Regions from separate parts of the Mus musculus genome. Here all the other regions are linked to region 1. A link is a contact called in public HiChIP or PLAC-seq, Micro-C and promoter capture Hi-C data. All regions are on one chromosome and are shown on one strand. Each heading gives the region's core, a stretch centred on a gene start, on an enhancer-like site or on the middle of the called end of the contact. The rest is flanking DNA. Distances are from core to core; before and after follow the strand shown.

Region 1 (3,156 bases), core at 457-2,956:
TTTTACTTATGAGATCATGTGAATTTTATCTGCCTCCCTCTTTAGAATGGGAACACTAGGAAGGCAGCAGTTTAGTTCACCATGATTTCCTTAGTATCAAGTACAAGGTAAACACTTAAAGTATAAGCTGAATGAATTTAATACCACCTAGCAAGCAAACATCATGTATTGCTTTTTGACAATCACAGTCCATACTATCACTGTGATAATGAAATTGTTCTGCAATTGCTTTGTCCAACGTGACAGCCACTAAGCAGGTCTATTAAGCACTTGAGAAGTGTACAGGATCACTGAATTCCTAATTTTATTCATTCCCCTTCCCCAATACTAGGGCTTGAAAACTCAAGTCCTTGCACACACTAGGCAAGACCTCTCTACCACTTAAATACACCACCAGCCTTTCTAGTGTTACTTAAAACTAATTCGTATGTAAAGAACCACACGTGACCATACTGACCAACAACGCAGTTCCTGATAGTTAAAAAGCATTAATAGCACGGTTAGTTTCAAAATGATCTTGGTAGGACCTCTGTAAACTTGGCTCTTCCTCTATTTGGTCCTAACTTGGTGCTTTCTAATTTTCCAGACCAGAGCTGCCTCACAAGCTTTCTTTCATTCCAAGTTCCTGCCACTGGCTAGGAACCTATTAATTGCTACAAGTGCAAAGACACACAATGGGCGGGAAGACACACAAAAGCTCACGCAGAATACTTAACCAACAATAATTCCTAGTGGGGGGGGGGGGGTGAGGGGGGGATGTTTCTTGCACTTCAATAAAACTAAGGTGTTAAATGCTAAACGTCTCTCCACCAGTTAGCTATTCCCTAGACTCCCTCCCCAGCTCCCACCTCCTGCCAAAGAAGCCTTTCTAACTGCTCGCTCTGGGAGTACCGGCTCCCAGCGCCATCTGTCTTATCTGCCCTACTTTAAAAACAAAAACAAACAAACAAAACAAAACGAAAAAAAAAAAAAAACGGATCCACTGAGAGGCGCAGGAAACACGGAGCTGTCAATGTCAGGAAGAACCTAAGACTACAAAGAACCTGCCAGCCCCACAAGCAAGGTGTACAGTCCATAAGCAAGGCGACCCGCAGCGCGTAGGTCCCGATATCCTGGACCCAGTTCAGTAGCTCAAGCATCTCTACAGTCGCTTGGCCTCAGCCCCGCTCCTCCCCACAGCCCAGCTCCGGGCTACAGAGCCGCTTCTCACCTCAGTCTTGCCCAGATGCTCCACTGGGGTGTACCGGAGCCGCGGGGACAGAGGCGGAGGCGGAGGCGGAGGCGTGGGAGGGGGCAGAGAGAAAGCACTGCCAGGACGGTCGGGGTGAGCCTGCAGCCAGGCTTTAGCCAGCTCGTCCTCCTCTTCGTCCGAGCTCTCCTGCCGCTGGGACTCGTAGTTAAAATCCAAGTCGGGCCCCGCCTCTTCGAACTCTTCCAGTCTCCCACTCTCCTCAGAGGTCAGGGCCTCCTCGGTCGCCGCCGCCGAGGCGTTCTCCACCTCTTTCTTCCCCTCCTCTTCCTCGCCCTCCTCCTCCTCTTCTTCCTCCTCCTCCTCCAGCTCGTCAGGCCACGGCAGGTCCTCAGGCTCCATGTTGGCCTCGCGCTCCAGGCGCCTTTGGAAGAGGAGGAGAGGGGGAGGGGCGAGGAAGGGAGGGGAAGCGAGTTGACTGGCGGTTGCGGCTGCGCGCAGGCGCACCTGCCCTCACTGCCTCACGCGGGGCGGAGCTGAGAACCAGCCCGCGCGTTGCTAGGGACGCCCCGCGGGGAGCGCGGGAAAGCCGCAGAAGAGCGTCACTAGACCTCGCTCACAGTACCGTATGCTCACAATAAACCTAGTCCGGGCTTTGGGGACGCTAGGGGTCCTGCACAAAGTCACCCATGATTTTTTATCTCTTGCCCTAGAATAAACCAATAATAGTCACGTTCGCAAGTTACAAATTTTAAGGTTAGTGCCAGTCTACCTAGCAGTAGTGAATCTAATGGGATGAGTGAATAGTTAAGAGAGAGAGGGAGAGAGAGAGAGAGAGAGAGAGAGAGAGAGAGAGAGAGAGAGAGGGAAGAGAGGAGAGATAGTTGGGATCTGACTAAACCACAAGCAACTGTGTGAGAAGCGCCTATAAAACGAGGTTAAGAAACCAACCCCGGCCTGGAGAGATGGCTCACGGATTCAATTCCTGAGTTCAATTCCCAGCAACCACATGGTGGCTCACAACCATCTGTAATGGAGTCTGGTGCCCTCTTCTGGTGTCTCTGAAGAGAGCAATGGGAGTGTACTCATGCATAAAATAAAAGAAGGTGGTGGCGCACGCCTTTAATCCCAGCACTTGGGAGGCAGAGGCAGGCGAATTTCTGAGTTCTAAGACAGCCAGAGCTACACAAAGAAACCCTGTCTTGAAAAAAAACCCAGAAATATTAATAAATAAATAAATAATAAAATAAATAAATCTTTTTTTTAAAAAACGAAAAGAAAGAAACCACACACACACACCCTCAGGGCTGAAGAGATGGCTCCACCAGTAAGGCATCTACACCACAAACTGGAGTTTGATTCCCAGAACTCACATAAAAGTGGAAGGCAAGAACTAACTCCCCTAAATTGTCTTTACTGAGTGCACACACAATAGTATAAAGGTAGCTGGATCAGGTAGTACACGCCTTTATTCTCAGCACTTGAGACGAAAAGGCAGGTAGATCTCTGAGTTCAAAGCCAGCCTGGCCTACATAGGGAGTTTCAAGACACCCAGGGTGACATAGACAGACTGCCACAAAAAAAAAAAAAAAAAAAAAGTCTTTAAAAGAGGGCAGGCAGCATGGCTTAGCAGGTAAAAGCACATGACCCTCCATCCTGCCCAACAGGCTTCCAGTAGCAACGCTGTACCTCTTAAACCAACTGTGAAACGAATCATTTCTAATTCAAACCATCACAGAGAGACATTTGTCCATGTCTCCCCAGAAGAAGCCACAACACTGTGCCTAGTGTCTGGAACAGCCTCTGGCATTTAAGGAGCTGCTCAGCGAACACTGTCAAGAGAGAGCAACAGAGTACAGATTGAACTGACAGGCCAGGAGATAACAAATAGAATACTGGAGTCCTGGCTTCCCCTGGGATTCCTAGAGCTGTCTGCCTACTGGAGAACTCTTGACTTCCTCTCCCAG
Region 2 (3,156 bases), core at 168-2,667, 450 kb after region 1:
TTCTCATTGTGTAGCCCTGCCTGGCCTGGAACTCACTCTGTAGACCAGACTGGCCTCAAGCTCGGAGTCTCCTACTGCTGTATCCAGACTGCTGGGATTAAAGGTTTCATTGCAGCCACGTGGCTCAGAAAGGGTTTCATTGTGTAGCCCTGGCTGTCTGTCCTAGAACTGGCTTTGTAAACCAGGCTGATGCAAACTTACAGAAATCCTCCTGCCTCTGCCTCTACCTCCTGTGTGCTAGGAGCACCACCATTGCCTGGTCACACTTAGTGTTTTTAATGTCGGTTCTGGGGTTCAAACTCAGCATGATGGCCTTGAACTCACTATGTCTGTTGAAGATCCTTCAACTACTTTGGAAATAAGATAACAAATCCAATAGATTAGTGGTAAGTAAGTAGTTTTAAATATACAGTTCTGCTGAAAGGGAACTTTGGCATAGAGAAAAGGCATTAATGACGTGTTGATTTGGCACAAGACAGTGTTTTTTAAAAACCTATAGAGAGACATTCCGGCTCTCTTCTCATATAGGCCTACAGGATTTGCATCGCTCTAGGTCCCCTATTTCGTTGGCCTAGGACAAAAGCCTCATTCAATTTAAAAAAAAAAAATTGGAACTTGAGAATGGCCCCTACTGATTGCTGGTTTCCCAATCTGACCAGGCTAAGTGACTAGTCCTACCACTTGAACTTTCTGAAACAAAGAGGAGCTAGCCGCTGGCCTGCCTGCCTGTAATTCCGATGGACTCTAGCTCACCTCAGACTAAAAATGGATCAAAGCAATCTCTATGTCTTTCTCTGCTGTCCTCCTCAGACATCTCCAGAGAGCTGGGATATTTTTCTTTCCCATTTGAGATTATGAAGTTGTTTCTAGAGTGCATGACGCAGGTTGAAGGATAAGTACACAGGTCCCAAGGAACCAAGCGTTTTCACTGACGGTGATGAGTCTTGTTCGTGAGATTGTTGTGATTCTCAGCCTTTCTCTTCCCCTGTGTGTGCTCTTCATTTTCTGGTTCTGTCTGCCTAGCACCTCCTGGGGAAGCTGCTGTGCTTTTCCAGAGAAGGCTTCTGTTAATCAGAGTGCAAAGGGACCACAAGCTCTACACACTTCATCCAAGGCTGTCACTGGTCTCTAACTGGTATGTCCTGTATGGATAAAGACAAACCTTAACCCTGGAGGAGGAAGCTGATCCTGGAACAGGGTGGAAATTGAGAACGCGCCTCTCAGAAAGGGGCTGAGTTTGTGGGAGTGGCGCTCAAGGGGAACCCGGAAGCGCTGGGAAGGGGATTAGGATTTCCTGCCGAGGCCCGGCTGCCTGGCTTTTTTTTCCCCCGCCCAAACACCAGTGGATTCTGGCCCGAACTTCCGCCGTCCCAAGCCAAGAATAGGCTCCGCCCCGTCCTGGTTCAGTAGCTGCGCATGAGTCTGAGTTCCAGGCATGGAGGCAGGCGGGCTGGGCTGCGCTGTGTGCGTGTTGACCGGGGCCTCCCGGGGCTTTGGTCGCGCCCTGGCCCCGCAGCTGGCCCGGTTGCTGTCTCCCGGTTCCGTGATGCTCGTAAGCGCACGCAGTGAGTCGATGCTGCGGCAACTGAAGGAGGAGCTGGGCGCTCAGCAGCCTGACCTGAAAGTGGTGCTGGCAGCCGCCGATCTGGGCACCGAGGCTGGCGTGCAGCGGTTGCTGAGCGCAGTACGCGAGCTCCCGAGGCCCGAGGGGCTGCAGCGCCTGCTGCTCATCAACAACGCAGGTGAGAGTCCCGTCCAGACCCCGGCTGCGAGCTCTTACCTCATAGGCTTTTGGGTAGGTGAAGGGCAAGTCCCTAAAAGTCCAAAGTCCAAGAGGAGGGAGGGTGTATCAGTGTCACTACGGGGCGACAGTGCCTCCTGGCGGATGTGTGAGTCAAGACTTTTTGAACAAATCACTCTGCTTTACTACAGTATTCTTTGCTTGCATTAGGGGTGTCTGCAGAGCTGGGGCAGAGAGATAGCCTATGAGGAGGAACTGTGGAAGGCTGAGGGAGAAGAGTGCCCCAGTTGTGTCATTTCTTTGGTCCCGTTTTTTTTTTTTTTCAGCCACTCTTGGGGATGTTTCCAAAGGCTTCCTCAACGTGAATGACCTAGCTGAGGTGAACAACTACTGGGCTCTGAACCTGACCTCCATGCTCTGTTTGACTTCCGGCACCTTGAATGCCTTCCAGGATAGCCCTGGCCTGAGCAAGACTGTGGTTAACATCTCATCTCTGTGTGCCCTGCAGCCCTACAAAGGCTGGGGTCTGTACTGTGCGGGGAAGGCTGCCCGAGACATGCTCTACCAGGTCCTGGCTGCTGAGGAACCGAGTGTGCGGGTGCTGAGCTATGCTCCAGGTAGGTGGGTGCTCCTGACAGTGCTGTCCCTAGACTTAGCTGGTACCTTTCTGGGGGCTAGGCAAGGAGGGGAACCTGATCTATATTCTCCATAAAGAATCCAAAGACACCTTATATGCCCCAGTATAGGGGAATGCCAGGGCCAAGAAGCAGGAGTGGGTGGGTAGGGGAGCAGGGCGGAGGGAGGGTATAGGGAACTTTCGGGATAGCATTTGAAATGTGTATAAAGAAAATATCTAATAAAAAATAAATTTAAAAAATGTGACACACACACACACACAAAGAATCCAAAGACTATCGGGCCCCTACTACCTCTGGTAATGACTCCTCACTTCGTAAGAAAAATACAGACTCCCAAGACGTTGGAGCAGTCAGGGGCCGAGGTACTCAGCCTCAGGACTTGTCCGATTAGCAGGTGGGATAAACATCCAGACACATAAAATGCATTAAGACTAAAACTGAAAAAAACAAAATGCCTTTATATGTTCAGCTGTCTGCTTTTGTCCCTCAAGGGACACATACTGTTCCTCCATGTGTGCCCGACACCCAATAAAGCTGTATGGAGGATGGACACATGGAATGTTCAAAGACAAGCAAAGAGATAGTGGTGAGTGGTGAGCACCTCAGGCTGAGCCGTGCTGGACGCTGAGTGGAATGCAGAGGGTGCTAGCATGGAGAAGACAGGGCCGCTGTTCTTATGGACATTTAGGGTACGAGGACTTCTGAGACCTTGTCTTGTCCCTCTAGCCTATTAAGATGCCACTGTGCCTTTCTTCTAAACTTGTGATTTCTGCTTAA
Region 3 (3,156 bases), core at 285-2,784, 430 kb after region 1:
GCACAATAAAGCACAAAAATCATCCAAGCATTACAACTCTGAAACTATGTATTCAGTGAATCACAAACAGAACAGGTAATATCATTATAAATCATCAAAATATAACAGTTCTAAAGGGATGTATTCAGTGGGGGCTGTCGTCCAAGGCTTGTGGCATATTTCCAGGAGCAGGTTAATAAATTTTTAATGGTCAGTGCTCTTAACTGCTGAGCTAACCCTCCAGCCCCATGGTCAATTATTATTTAACATCTAATGCCTCATTTTTAAAAAAATCTTCAACACGTAAATTTAAACTATTTTAATTTTTTTCTAATTAAGGCTTTCTTTACCATATACCAAAACCCACCTCTGATGACACACATATGAAATTTTACTGTTGGGAAAGTTGGGGTTTTTTTGTTGTTGTTGTTGTTGTTGTTTCTTTTTGAGACAGGGTTTCTCTGTATAGCCCTGGCTGTCCTGGAACTCACTTTGTAGACCAGGCTGGCCTCGAACTCAGAAATCTGCCTCCCTCTGCCTCCTGAGTGCTGGGATTAAAGGCATGCCCCACCACGCCCGGCTGTTGGGAAAGTTTTTATCTATCATCATAGTTTTGTAAATGATTTACAAAGTAAAGTGTTGGCTTCCCTGGGGATAAGGTCCTGTAGTGACCTTATCTCTAGGGATGGTTTCTGACCCATTATTCTCACTTAAGATCTTGGTCTAGGCTATCAGAACATGTAAATAAGAAAAGGAATAAGAAAAAACAAAACAGATAGATCACCATGAGAACTACAGCTCAATAATTTTTTCTCCGGCAAAGAGTTCCATAATGGCTTCCAGGAGGCCTCCCCATTTTGAGGTCAATCTCCTCACTCTGTGGCACTTGTCACACAGATCCTATTGGAGGTGGTGTGGCAGAAAGGTACCAGCTAAGTCTAGGGACAGCACTGTCAGGAGCACCCACCTACCTGGAGCATAGCTCAGCACCCGCACACTCAGTTCCTCAGCAGCCAGGACCTGGTAGAGCATGTCTCGGGCAGCCTTCCCCGCACAGTACAGACCCCAGCCCTTGTAGGGCTGCAGGGCACACAGAGATGAGATGTTAACCACAGTCTTGCTCAGGCCAGGGCTATCCCGGAAGGCATTCAAGGTGCCGGAGGTCAAACAGAACATGGAGGTCAGGTTCAGAGCCCAGTAGTTGTTCACCTCAGCTAGGTCATTCACGTTGAGGAAGCCTTTGGAAACATCCCCAAGAGTGGCTGAAAAACAAAAACAAAAACAAACAACAACAACAAAAAAAAAACAGGACCAAAGAAATGGCACAACTGGGGCGCTCTTCTTCCTCAGCCTTCCTCAGTTCCTCCCCATAGGCGTTTGCTATCCCTCTGCCCCAGCTCTGCAGACACCCCTAATGCAAGCTAAGACTACTCCTGAATGCTCTTTAGTAAAGCAGAGAGATTTGTTCAAAAAGTCTTGACTCACACACCCGCCAGGAGGCACTGTCACTCATCAGTGACACTGGTACACCCTCTTGGACTTTGGACTTTTGCGAACTTGCCCTCCTCTTACCCAAAAGGCGATGAGGTGAGAGCTCGCAGCCGGGGTCTGGACCGGAGTCTCACCTGCGTTGTTGATGAGCAGCAGGCGCTGCAGCCCCTCGGGCCTCGGGAGCTCAGCATCGCGCTCAGAGGCAACCGCTGCATGCCGGCCTCGGTGCCCGCAGCTGCCAGAGTGGTGTGTGGAGCGGGTGCAGGCCCGGCTGCTGCGAGCCCAGCTCCTCCTTCAGTTGCCACAGCACGAACTCACAGCGTGCGTTTAGGAGCATCACCGAACCCGGTAACTGCAACCGGGCTAGCTGCGGGGCCAGGGCGGGACAAAAGCCCCAGGAGGCCCCGGTCAGCACGCACACAGCGCTTCCCAGCCTGCCACACTCTTTGTCTGGAGCTCAACTTCATGGGCTGCTACCTAACCAGCGTGGGGCGGAGCCTATCCTTGGCTTTGGACAGTGGAAGTTCAGGCCAGCATCCACTCGTGTTTGGGTGAAAAAAGTGACGAATAGCCAGGGAGCCATGGCTCAGCAGGAAATCCCAGTCCCCTTCCTAGTGCTTCTAAGTTCCCCTTGAACGCCACTCCCATAAGTTCAGCCCCTTTCTCAATTTCCACCCTGTTCCAGGATCAGCTTCCCCCTCCAGGGTTGGTTTGTCTTTATCCATACAGGACATACCAGTTAGAGACCAGTGACAGTCTTGGATGAAGTCCTTGCCTGCGTAGAGCTTGTGGTCCCTTTGCACTCTGATTAACAGAAGCCTTCTCTGGAAAAGCACAGCAGCTTCCCCAGGAGGTGCTAGGCAGACAGAACCAGAAAATGAAGAGCACACACAGGGGAAGAGAAAGGCTGAGAATCACAACAATCTCACGAACAAGACTCATCACTGTCAGTGAAAACGCTTGGTTCCTTGGGACCTGTGTACTTATCCTTCAACCTGTGTCATGCACTCTAGAAACAACTTCATAATCTCAAATGGGAAAGAAAAATATCCCAGCTCTCTGGAGATGTCTGAGGAGGACAGGAGAGAAAGACATAGAGATTGCTTTGATCCATTTTTAGTCTGAGGTGAGCTAGAGTCCATCGGAATTACAGGCAAGCAGGCTAGCGGCTAGCTCCTCTTTGTTTCAGAAAGTTCAAGTGGTAGGACTAGGCAGTTCTTAGCTAGGGCGGACTGGGAAGCCAACCATCAGAGGGCACCCCTCTCAAGTTCCAATCTTTTGGCTCTGCAGTAGTTATAAACTGATGTTATCCTGCCCCCTTCTGGCCGCTCTGTAGCAACACCCTGTCCTTCCTTTTTTCTATGCACGCCATAATAAAGGAACAAAATACCATTCATACTTGGGCTGCCCAGGGAAAGGTCCCTGGAAGAAGTCGCATAGACACCTTGCTGTTCCTGGTCCTCGGGTCCTCAATGAGAGTTGGCTGGGCTGCAAGTCAAGAGTGGGAGAGATTTAGAAGCACAAGAAGGCTGGCATAATGACCTTTTCTGTGCTTACAGTGCCTGCTTCCCATGTGAGATCTGAGTTTATTCCCCAGAGTGCAGAGAAGACTCAGCACTTGAAGATGGAGACATATACACTTCCCTTTTTTCATGTTTTTTTTTTGAGACAGTGTTTCTATATTGA
Region 4 (3,156 bases), core at 421-2,920, 370 kb before region 1:
TCATCCCAGTAATTTCTTGTCTAGGTATTCAGATGCAGTATACACCTATAGGAATGTTCACACCACAGTGTTTTCTGTAATAGTAGATCAGAAACACAAACCAAACCAAACAAAAACTCCAATCAGGTTAAGGTGGCCCATACCCTTAATTCTAGAGCTGAAAAAGGAGCAGGCCGATCTCTGTGATTTCAAGGGTAGGTTACTCTACAAAGCAAGTTCCAGATCACAGAGCATTACATAATGAGAACTTACCTTAAAACAAAAAAACTCCAAACAGGTAGAGGAATTTCAATATTGGAATGGTTTAAAAAAAAAAAAAAAGTTGGGGGGGGGGTTGGAGAGAAGGCTCAGCAGTTAAGAGCATCGACTGCTCTTCTGAAGGTTGTGAGTTCAAATCCCAGCAATTTCATTTCTACATGGTGGCTCACAACCATCTGTAATAAGATCGGATACCCTCTTCTGGTGTGTCTGAAGACAGCTACAGTGTACTTACATATAATAAATAAATAAATCTTAAAAAAAAAAGTTGGACCGGGCCATGGTGGTGCATGCCTTTAATCCCAGCACTTGGGAGGCAGAGGCAGGCAGATTTCTGAGTCCGAGGCCAGCCTGGTCTACAGAGTGAGTTCCAGGACATTCAGGGCTACACGGAGAAACCCTGTCTCGAAAAAGAAAAAAAAAAGTTGGTATTTTTAATTATGTTGGTTATAATAAGTGTCCTGTGTCATTCAAAATTAGGAAGAATATGTATGTTTCCCTGCCTGTGACACTATACACACATATATGGATGGAGAAATATGTTAAATATATCAAATAAGGAGAAATATGTTGTATAAAACTTTTGATTTATTTCTTTTTGGCGGAAAAAAAAGATACACCCGTGTGAAAGCAAATATCATGTATATACAAAATGTAAACAATTGACAACGTTCACGAAGAATGCAGGGATCAGAGGGTTGGGGCTGGATTGTCTGTTCCTCATTTGGAGCAGTTCGGGTGGCGCTATGAGACCCCAACTTAGAGCGTTTCTCCCTGGAAGGTAAAGCCCCTGGATGTTCCCCAAGCTTGTTTTCCCTGATCTTTAAAAATACAGCTAGAAAGAAGCTCTTTGTTCTCTATAGCCAGCAAAAAGCCTTTTTGTTTCTATACTGTACAACCAGAGATGCCTGCCTTCCTGTGCCGAGGACACGGAGATAAAAATTCAGAAAGAACTCACTCCCCACTCCTGCCTTGTAAATTTCACCAAGGACGCCCAGAAGAGCTCTTCCCAACTCCTCCCACTTCTCCTCCCAACTCCTCCCAACTCTCCTCCCAACTCCTCCTACCTCCTCAGCTAGCTGTTAAAAGTCCCCTAATGTCACCGCTCGGGGTTGAACTCCTCTGCCCTGCACGACAGAGGGACTTCTCCTCAGCTAGCTGATAATAAAACCTCTTGCAGTTTGCATCAGGTGCATCTTTTCTCTCGAGATGTTGGGGTGTTGGCCAGTTCATCCCAGGACTTGAGCAGAGGCCCAGCATCGGGGGTCTTACAGCGCTAGCAATTATTCACATAGCTACAAAACCGGCCTCCAGCTAAGTGCAGCACAGTCGAAACCGAAGGCAGGCTGACAAACCCTACTTTCAGTGCGACGTGTGTCGTCAGCACGGCGGGGCAAGGCGCATGCGCCCTAGCGAGACGTCGACGCGTCGCGTTCCTTTGCGGGCGCCTCTGGATCCCGCGGCCTCTTCTGGCCTCCCTGAAGTCGCCACTTTGGCCGCTCTGGCACGCCTGGCGTTGGGTGGGCGGCATCTCTGCGCCCACATGAACCAGCATTATGGCCGACATGGTCGTGGACGGGGCCGGGACTTTGCTGCCTGTGCCCCACCCAAGAAGAAGGGCAGAAACCACATCCCCGAAAGGTAAGCGCTTTGGTTCCGGGCTTGGCGTTCCGGCTGCCTCGGTGGCCTCGAGTCTCCGAGTGTTCCCTGGCCTCGCGCCCCGCCGCCTCCCAGGGTCCTCCGCGCCGAACCCCACCACACCTCCCCACCCCGCATTCTGGGGTCTTGGGTCTGTCCCGACAGGACTCTGTGGAGCTCGGGCCTGGGCGGAAGTGCGCGGTGGGGCGCGGCTGCCTGTATTGAGGCGTCCCTTGATCTCCGAAGCCACAGGCTTCTGCTTGTGTAGGCGCTGTGCCAGGATCCGGCCCGAGCTGTCGACACCCTTCACTCGGTACCGGCTCGAGGGGTTCTCTTGCTTTCAGGATTCGGAAAGCGGAGGTGTCCTTTGAGGGAGTTAACCCTGCCTGGGCCAAGGGCTAGTTTTAGGATTTTGCTCACTGGTGCAATGAACCCTTTACTTGCGGCTGTTTGCTTCCCCTCTCCGATTTCATCTCCACAAAAAACGTGGCTAGACCGGCCTCTCCCCTTCCTAGAATTCATCAAATCCTTTTTTTTTTTTTTTAATCTCCACAAATAAACAATACCTAAAACTCAGGATCGACAGAATGCTCTGCCCCGACTTCCCGGACTTCAGTAAGCACTTCTTTTTTATGTCTACAAATGAGCACTATCTAAAATTCAGGATGGACGTGATGGCCTCTCTCCCTTCCCAGAGTGGATATCTTTAGATCCTGTCAGCTAACCTCCAACATCATCCCAGTGTAGAACTTGCCTGACAGCTTGCAGAAGACAGCTGTCTGTCCACTGGACAATCCATTTTTAACATACCTTCTATAGTTAACTATTTAACTATTAATTACTAAGTAAAGTATAAGTAAGTTATAAATAAATTGTTTATTGATATTTTAATGTAGCTTATTTCATTATTAAATTATCTATTGGATATAAAATTGTTAACTAAAAATTAAAAATAATTTTAGCTATTGCTTATTTGTGGAGATAAAGCAAGATAAATATCAAGTAGTAATTGTGAGACAGCTCATAGATGTAAGATAAAGCTTGACTTTAAGAATAAAAACCTTCGGGGCAGTTCCAGGACAGCCAGGGCTACACAGAGAAACCCTGTCTTGAAAAATAAAAACAAAAAAAAAGAATAAGAAGCCAACTTCTTGTCATGGTCTGTCACACTAGGTTCCATTGCTCTGGGGCCCACTATGTCTCCAGTCTGTCACCACTCTGTGCTCACTCTCTACTCCAGGGATGTGAATGAACCGGACT

What was found. A called contact is a pair of places that touch in the nucleus more often than the background predicts. HiChIP or PLAC-seq counts read pairs in DNA pulled down with a chosen protein or histone mark. Capture Hi-C pulls out chosen DNA fragments and counts their contacts.
Region 2: an H3K27ac HiChIP or PLAC-seq map of extraembryonic endoderm stem cells shows a contact between it and region 1, with 6 times the contacts expected there. The contact joins the promoter of Spr here to the promoter of Alms1 in region 1. A contact is called at or near these places in 1 of 39 promoter capture datasets (hippocampal neurons), 5 of 484 Hi-C or Micro-C datasets (all in embryonic stem cells), 2 of 115 datasets of contacts at active chromatin or transcription factors (extraembryonic endoderm stem cells and memory CD8 T cells) and 2 of 9 other capture datasets (embryonic stem cells and pancreatic islet).
Region 3: a Micro-C map of palatal mesenchyme shows a contact between it and region 1, with 2.0 times the contacts expected there. The contact joins the enhancer-like site here to the promoter of Alms1 in region 1. A contact is called at or near these places in 1 of 39 promoter capture datasets (hippocampal neurons), 17 of 484 Hi-C or Micro-C datasets (embryonic stem cells, palatal mesenchyme and trophoblast stem cells), 2 of 115 datasets of contacts at active chromatin or transcription factors (astrocytes and memory CD8 T cells) and 1 of 9 other capture datasets (embryonic stem cells).
Region 4: a contact with region 1 is called in a promoter capture Hi-C map of adipose tissue. The contact joins the promoter of Dusp11 here to the promoter of Alms1 in region 1. A contact is called at or near these places in 14 of 39 promoter capture datasets (the 3T3-L1 cell line, 3T3-L1-derived adipocytes, the C10 cell line and 8 more), 2 of 15 datasets of contacts at CTCF or cohesin (the NIH/3T3 cell line and pro-B cells), 2 of 484 Hi-C or Micro-C datasets (embryonic stem cells and pre-B cells), 19 of 115 datasets of contacts at active chromatin or transcription factors (T-cell acute lymphoblastic leukemia, bone marrow-derived macrophages, effector CD8 T cells and 9 more) and 3 of 9 other capture datasets (adipose tissue, liver and macrophages).

The regions. Positions count from the first base shown.
Region 1 is chr6:85,586,081-85,589,236 of GRCm38.p6, reverse strand. Alms1 (ALMS1, centrosome and basal body associated) reads right to left here and starts at 1,706. Exons shown (of 23, transcript NM_145223.2): 1 at 1,211-1,706. The coding sequence starts at 1,591.
Region 2 is chr6:85,136,025-85,139,180 of GRCm38.p6, reverse strand. It overlaps Spr (sepiapterin reductase), which reads left to right and starts at 1,417. Exons shown (of 3, transcript NM_011467.2): 1 at 1,417-1,742; 2 at 2,068-2,358. The coding sequence starts at 1,436. It overlaps Gm10444 (a long non-coding RNA gene), which reads right to left and starts at 1,247. Exons shown (of 3, transcript XR_001785286.2): 1 at 754-1,247.
Region 3 is chr6:85,153,764-85,156,919 of GRCm38.p6, reverse strand. It overlaps the pseudogene Spr-ps1. Among named protein-coding and RNA genes, the nearest start is that of Gm33200, 10 kb to the left of the region's middle. Within about 2 kb of position 1,534, at least 77 of the 459 cell types and tissues checked have an H3K27ac peak or open chromatin away from gene starts, as enhancers often do. A contact at or near this core is called in memory CD8 T cells, palatal mesenchyme and trophoblast stem cells, where this site is marked.
Region 4 is chr6:85,960,181-85,963,336 of GRCm38.p6, reverse strand. It overlaps Dusp11 (dual specificity phosphatase 11 (RNA/RNP complex 1-interacting)), which reads left to right and starts at 1,670. Exons shown (of 9, transcript NM_028099.4): 1 at 1,670-1,899. The coding sequence starts at 1,802.